2 separate regions of the Rattus norvegicus genome follow, and region 1 is linked to region 2. The links are chromatin contacts, called in public Hi-C maps. All regions are on one chromosome and are shown on one strand. Each heading gives the region's core, a stretch centred on a gene start, on an enhancer-like site or on the middle of the called end of the contact. The rest is flanking DNA. Distances are from core to core; before and after follow the strand shown.

What was found. Hi-C and Micro-C count contacts between places; a contact is called where the count stands out from the background.
Region 1: a contact with region 2 is called in a Hi-C map of the Rat2 cell line, with 2.9 times the contacts expected there. The contact joins the promoter of Col5a2 here to the enhancer-like site in region 2. A contact is called at or near these places in 2 of 12 Hi-C or Micro-C datasets (the Rat2 cell line and Schwann cells).

The regions. Positions count from the first base shown.
Region 1 is chr9:55,088,465-55,092,182 of GRCr8, reverse strand. It overlaps Col5a2 (collagen type V alpha 2 chain), which reads left to right and starts at 2,032. Exons shown (of 54, transcript NM_001399195.1): 1 at 2,032-2,276. The coding sequence starts at 2,183.
Region 2 is chr9:54,868,533-54,872,583 of GRCr8, reverse strand. All of the region lies in intron 1 of Col3a1 (collagen type III alpha 1 chain), which reads right to left. Among named protein-coding and RNA genes, the nearest start is that of Col3a1, 3.9 kb to the right of the region's middle. Within about 2 kb of position 1,268, at least 8 of the 93 cell types and tissues checked have an H3K27ac peak or open chromatin away from gene starts, as enhancers often do. A contact at or near this core is called in Schwann cells, where this site is marked.

The DNA.
Region 1 (3,718 bases), core at 783-3,282, 220 kb before region 2:
CTCTCTGGGGTATGTTCTTATGTTCAGCATTCCTTAGATGCCTGTACTTCTCTGTGTAAGGTTGAAGCCTCCTGGTCATTCTTCTGTCAAGTTGGGCATGTTTATTGTTGTTTTCCTTGTTCAGTTCATGGTGAGGCAGACATGGTGGTGAGATTTTATGCATATAGCTTCTGACATTTCTATGATTCCTTTATTCTTACGGACTTTCTGCCTCTTCTTCCTCAATGTTCTCTGAGCCTTATGTTCAAGAGTAGTTTGATAGATATAACATTGAGACTGGGTTACATGATTCTGCATTTTAATTGATTGAGGTTTTCTGAAGTGATTTCCATCTGTTGCAAAACAACATTCCTTTGATGAAGGATTAACAAGAGCTTTTACATCATGGGTTTTTTCAGCTATTGTTCAAATAATTAGAAGAAATTTGATTTTTGTTCCTTATTTAACCCATTCATTAAGTGTGAGCAAGACAGCCATGGGAACAGCAGTATGTTGGTGAAAGAATTCACTAGACATAGACAGGTCTTGATGTCAAGTTATTCTCTATGGTACAGGGCGAGAAAGTTGTTTTGGGAACTTCTCCAGAGCCTAGCTCTACCTCTTTTGGATTTTTTTCTTTTATTAAGGAAATTAAACAGTAAATGAAGTTTTATATACCTATTCTAATTTTAGACTATTCTTTTTTTGTATTTATTTTGGGTTTAATTCATTCCACAAATAGCTGTATATCTGGTTTGTATTTTTTGTTTCATATAGATGTATTTTTTTCAGCATTTACATAATACGTTTTTTAAAGGTGATAGATTCTGCCTTTGTTTCCAGTATGCCATATTCCCTCCAATATTCAGGGTGTCTCAGAGTACCTGTTCAGTGCTGAGAAACTACGAAGACTTGAGTCATACGTGTTGTGTGTGACTTAATTCTGTTCCTCGAGAACTCACAATATCAAATGTATTAGACTTTTAAAAACACTGAGGGCATTTAAATCTTGTCAAGCTTGAGTAGGGCAAAAAGTTAATGACTTGCTCTTAAGAGACATATACAGCTGGGACTACCATGTTCCCTGGAAAGCTGGTGTGGGGGCTAATGACAGCGCCATCCACTTTTATGTAGCTCTTTGCAATTTGGAATCTAGTTAATAGCATATTACTCAGTTTAGTATCACCAGATCCTGCACACTCGTCAGGCCAAAGCCCCCTTTCCAACAAGAAAATTGGACAGATAAAGACTATGTATAAATTCACAAAATTGGTGAGTGGCAGATCTGATGTGGGAACCCACCCTTTCTGAGACCTAAAGCAGTGTGTTTTCCTCAGTCAACAAGCTTGGTGGACTTTTTTAAAAAAAAAAAAACACAGTAAAATGCTCTGTGACAAGGAGAATGTATAGCTATGTCTCCTTAAGCGACATGGAAGCAACTCAATGAAAAGGACCTCAAGTTCATTTTGAGTCGGGTGTATTCTGCCTCTTCTCTCTTCCAGAATCCTCTCACAGCATGAGAAAGGGAGCACAGTGAAAATCGGGACAAGAATCATTCCTCTGCTGTCAAAAGAACAGGTTAAAAAGTGACGTTTTAAAGGCTTAAGTGATGAAGAGAAGTCTGAATTATCTAAATGCAAAAGAAAAACAAATCCACTAAAAGGCTGTAATCCTCCCTAAAGCTTTTTTAGTGTCTCTGGAAAAAGTCAGTGGGTGTGTGTCTGGGGGAAGAGTTAGGGAGGGAGGAGCAGACTCCTTCTAATAGGCTTTCTTTTAAAAAAAGAGAAGAAAAGAAAAGGCATACACACTCAAACAGAAGAAGAAATAAAAGTTCGTCTCTGTTGGGAAGCTGCCTCTGCGCTTAAAATCTACAAGGAATACTGAAAACTCAAGTCGCAGAGTCCTGCGCTCTGATTTGGTTGCTTACCATCAATCAGAGGGTTGCTTGGCAGACACTGGATGGTTATGGGCCTGAACAAGCTGAAAGGGGCAGGAAAAGAAGTGGAGGCAGCATTCTTCCTATTTAAAGCTGCGTCGCTTGAAAAAAGTTTTCACAGACTCTGCTGGAGCTGGTGCTGAAACAGACTGAGGCAGCCCCTGGGACTGGTGCTGAAAAAGAGACCCCAGCCAAATTCATGGTGCTACAGTGACCTCCATATCTACTCTTCGATCCCAGGAGGACCCACATGTCTCATATTTAGGCATGATGGCAAACTGGGTGGTAGCAAGACCTCTCCTCATTCTTTTTGTTTTATTAGGGTACTGTGTCTCAATAAAAGCCCAGGAACAAGAGAATGGTGAGTTTGCCTTTTGCTTTGCTTATGGTGTTTATGGCTTGGTTTGGGAACTAGATGGAATGTTAAGCTTCAGGAGGAGCGTGAAGGGAAGACTCTGGTTTGAAGTTTGAGAAGGGGGCTGTAGGATTTGCACCTGGGAAACAGCTTGGCTCTGGAGACTAGGCACGTCTGCAAATCCGGAGCTTCTGTGTGTGCCCTGGCAAAAAGTTAGTTTCTGACATCCTCTAAGAGCGAGGATCCGATCAGTCCTTTTGCCCGAACGTAAGAGTGTGATGTTTAAAAGAAAAGAGTGCTTAACCGGAGGCACTTTTTAGTTAGAGGTCTGTTGTGTGGGCTGGCGCTTTCCAAGCTGGGAAAGCCGCCGCCGCCGCCGCCGCCGCCGCTGCTGCTGCAGAAGCAGGGCAGGGTGGAGTCTTTCCTGTTCGAACTTCAGCAGCAGTCTTTGTTTAGAAAAACCTCTGCAGCAACCCTGATAGTTCGGAGTTTCCTTTGTCTTTGCTCTTCATTCCTTTCTTTCCAAAGCTTTATCCTCCCCTCCTAACGTTTTCATCTCTGATCTTAAAATCTTGTTTGCTTACTGAGAGGGAGTCAAGTTTATTTCTTCATGACAGACGCTGATAGAAACCAGATTTCTTAAACTGCGGTACTTTCCCACCCTACTGACTTGATTATTGGGATAGTGTAGTTCCTGGGAGAATGGCTGAAGGCAGACAATCAGCACGCCTTATATATAACTTACTTGGAATAGAGTATTGAGAAGGACTTTTCCCTTAAATCCCTCCCTCCCTCCCTCCCTCTCTCTCTCCTTCCTTCCTTCCTTCCTTCCCTCCCTCCCTCCCTCCCTCCCTCCCTCCTTCCTTCCTTCCTTCCTTCCTTCCTTCCTTCCTTCCTTCCTTCCTTTCCGGTTCCCTTCCCTTCCCCCTGTTCCTTCTATTTTCCTTTCTTTTAAGGCATATCTTGCTTGGTTACTGTTTTCTTGTTTGTTTGTTTGTTTCCCCTGTGTGGGTTACATATGTTAGTGGTGAGTCATATTGTTAAGCAAAATGGCATGGCTACTATAGGACAAAACTTTAAAAAAAATAAAATAAAACGGGCGTCATTGATATTAACCTTAACTTTTGAAGATCGAAGTGTCAGAAATAGACACATTCTCACTGTAAGAGGCCAGCATAGATCTTCGTCACTGTTAGCATCAAACTCAAGCTTTCAAAACTTTGTAATGTGTTAACCATGTCTACTATTGTCTTTCTCATGTGTATATCCATCTATCTGTATATGTTTTTTTTCCTGCCTTTCTGAATTTTTCTCTAAAGATATTTAGAAACTATTTAGCAGTTTTAGAAATCCTATAACGTTCTGGAGATAAAATTCAAGTCTGTCAATAGTCCCATAGAGGGTGCACTTTTCTAAAATCTTGAAACTTTTAAAATCAGTTTCTATGT
Region 2 (4,051 bases), core at 19-2,518:
CTTTCCTATCACTACATGGCTAAGTACTTTAATTTCTTTCAAAGCATCATGCACTTGACAGTGTTTGGCAAACAAATGCTAGACCAAGCCCATGTTCTAGGAACTACTCTTGATTGGCTGACATCTTTTTGTTTTCTTTCAAGTTATGGATGCCACCTGAAACCCAGACTAGCGTTGAAACCACAGTCCTTGCTCTGAGTTTTCAGATTACTGGGAATGCAGGCGCAGGTAGGCATCACTGAATATAGGGATCCATCACTAATCAAGCTGCTGCAAACGCAGTTGTGGATCACTGCATTAGATGCTGGGAATGCAGGAGTGTATCAGTATGCCTGATGCTTTAAATCAATTTTTTATGATTTCCTTACTGCGTGTGACTTTACAACTGAATGCTGTCACAATCCTCAATGATCACAAAGAACTTGGGGCAAACAAAGTAATTATTCAGATAAAGTACTTAAAGGAAATCAGATTCGAATCTAGAATGCTCTTCTGAAATCTGACACTCCTAACTTCATTATATATATTTTCTTCTTCCAGGATAATATAGGATGAAAGAAACCAGTCTCATTACCCTGTCCCATATGGTTTGTAAACTCTGTACCCTCGTGAGTACAGATTTTTAAAGGAATAACAGTGATCTGCAAAATGTCTTTCTTCTCTATTCTTAAAAACGGGAAGATACCATCTGGAGTTGAATCCTATTGTTTATTTCTCTTGACCTTAGGAACAAGGTTTGTATTTCCAAGGCCACCCTGATGGGATCCAGACCACCAGCAAGATGAGCATGTGATTTGGAAGCCAGGCACTGAGACTGACACAAACAAACTTCCTGCATCAGATACATAGATGTATTTAAGATGTCTAAGGCACTACTCTTCAGAAACTGCAGGTGCTCCATGATTCACATTTGTTAACGTCTCCTTTGAATGATACTTGGGCATTATAAACTCTTTGCAACATGATAAAGCATTCCTGTACTGCCTCTACAGTAATAAACACAAGAAGAAATGTCTCTCAAATATGTTAACTCAAAAAGTCATCTTTCAATGCTAATTATCAAAGCGAATTTAACTATGAATAAGTTTTAGATTAGTCGTGTTTTTACTTTACTTCTTTGGGGCAATTTTAGTCTTTCTCCCATTTGAACTTTCCATTTTGTTCATTGAGATTGCATTTTAAATGGTAGGGCTTGACCTCAGCCATGGAAAAAGCAAGGCTTTGATTAGTTAATCTGAAAGGAATCCACTTGGGCTGTGTTTTTGTTAGGCACAGACAGAACTTCTAGTGGTTAATATAATTCTCCAAAGTGCAGCTAACAAATGTCTGCTGTGCAGAGCTAGCTCAGAGTTTCCACTGCTTTCGTGACAGGCAAACGTTCCTCTTTTAAAACTTTTGGATTTAAAAAAAAATCAATGTGACTTTTTTTTTCTAAGCATGGAAAATAACGACACTAAGCTTTTAGCCCTAAGAAACAGAATGAAACATTTTATGAGAATTCGCTCACCCACATTCCCAGAAAGTCAGAGTGGACCTGAAGTTTAAGTGTCTCCCAGGTCCCACAAAGGCAAGCTCATCTTTAATCTTCCCAGCTCTGACTTACAAGCAATCCACTTTAATGGCTTCAAGGTGGAGCTATCAGTTAATGCCTGTCTCAAAGTATACATAGGAACCCTGTGTTACAGTCATCCTCAACAGACACCGCAGGGCTTCAGTGGGTGGCAGTCTTTTCTGAGTTTCCACTCCAGGCCTGGCCTGAGCCTGTAGATATGAAGCAGGCCTTTTTAAAGAGACCTTGCTCTCATTTACCATCTGCTACAGTCCTGGGAAATCCTTTTTAAAACGAAGTCCAAAGGCAAGATACCAAAGAGCGTGCGTTCATTACTGGGCCTTTCCTCTCCACTTCCTCCCATCATGGTTTCAGAAGATTTGCTCTCTTCTACAATGCAACTGGTCCACCCTAGATCTGAACGTGACGCAGTGTCAGTGACAGGCCCCTCACCCCTCCTTCTGAGGACGTCTGAGGTGCTGAGGAAATCCAAAGCATCAGAAATGGAAACAACAAAACCATGTATTGGTAGCCCTTTATTTACTTGCAATGTGCATGTTTACAGAAAGGATGGATACTTTCTGGTTAAATCATTAGCTTCTGAGCCTTCTGCCTAATAAACCAGATTAATCTGTTAAAAGTTGAATGTTCAATAGAAAGAAGAACCATCATTAAAAAAAACCCAACTTGATAACTACATTTTCTAGAATGGAATGGAATTCGGAATCCTTTATTTACAAATACTTACAAAAGTAAAAATGTGCAGATGTTCAAGGCTTATGCTTTTGTTCTCAAATCACATATCGGTTCATGAAATTTGTTTCAATGTTAAGCTTGCCCTCTCCTGTTTTTAAGCTTTCTAAGCACACTGTAAGTTACATGACGGATACTGAGATAGGTACACAATTGTGTATGTTCTCCTGTTAGAAGTAAGGTTACTCCAGTGGCTTTATGATACATTCCACTCCATCTGCTCCATGCAGCTAATGATTGCGACAGCACAAACCAGAGAAAATTTAAATGTTAATCTTAGCTATAACTTTCTTTTTTAACATGATGAGAAATAGACTCAAAAGTATGAAACAAGAATTCATTCTCTCAGCCCATTTATAGTTTTGAAATCAGAAATCAGTTCATGGTTCACAGTTAATTTTTGCGAAACCATCAACATAGCAAAATGTGGAATCTTAAACTTTAGAAGACATTTAGTTTTTGGTCCCTGTCCTAAGAAAGAAATATTATTACTAACATCCATATATGGCCCTATAGTCAGCATAATGCAAATATTAAGTGAGGATGCTATTAACCAATGAGTAGGAAAATATATTTTTAAAAAATGAATTTAAATAAGCCTATACCTTTCCTTTGGCAGTATCAGAAATTGAAACTAAGGCCTCATATGTTCTGGACAAAGTATCCACCACTGACCTGCATCCCAAGACTTCTGAAAACTTTTCATTTTGAGACAAGAGTTTCACTCCCATTCCGAGGCTCACATTGAATTCAGGCAGAGTTTGGACTTGCATTCACCTAATGTCAGCCTCCCAAATAGCTGGGAACGAAGGTCTGTGTCACTGTTCCTGGCCGGAAAGTGTCTATAATTTTTAAATTAATTTTCAAAAAGTCTTACAATAGAGTACCAGTTTGTGTACTCTTGTGTCTGGTAACATTTCATCATCTAATTGTTTTATTTATAAAAAAAATGTTTAATTTTTAAAAACTTTCTCTCTCTCTCTCTCTCTCTCTCTCTCTCTCTCTCTGTGTGTGTGTGTGTGACACACACACACATACACACACACACACACACACACACACACACACACACACACACAGGATCCTGTGGTGTGTCAGTCATCTTGTCACTGGTTATGTAAATGGTGTATTTGACCCTTCGCCACTAGGTGGCATGTTTTAGCACTTAAAAGTACAGTATGCTTAAAAACCACAGGAAATATAAAACAGACAACATTTTTCCATAGCTGAAATAAAATGCATGAATAAAGTAAGACTTGCACAGATTTGTAAAGAGACCAGAATTCTTTGTGGAGACATGTTTCATATCCAAAAACTTCCAGAAGTTAGTGTCCAGCAATGTTGTACTACTGCTAGGGTTTCTAGAGAACATAGGAGATAAACCCTTTAGAATTCTCTGAATGTTCCCAGTGTGCTTAATATCTGCTACTTACTGAAACCTTCTCAAAGTTAATCATCCAGCAGAATTTTCACTAAAAATCTACAAGGAATGTGAAATATATGATCTTAAATCCCCTTTTCCCTTCTTGGAGTTTTATAACCATACCACTGAGAAGGAAGCAAATGAACTTACAATAATGTTCAGATGGCGAGGACCAAACATGTTTTTTGTTTTTTCATTTTGTTTTGTTTTTTACTGGCATTAGATTGGGAAGAAACACACCCACTGTGCCTACAGTGTTTCTCATATTCATATAACTGTTAAGAACTACAGATATTATATTGATATTTTAATTAATGTCCCAAAAG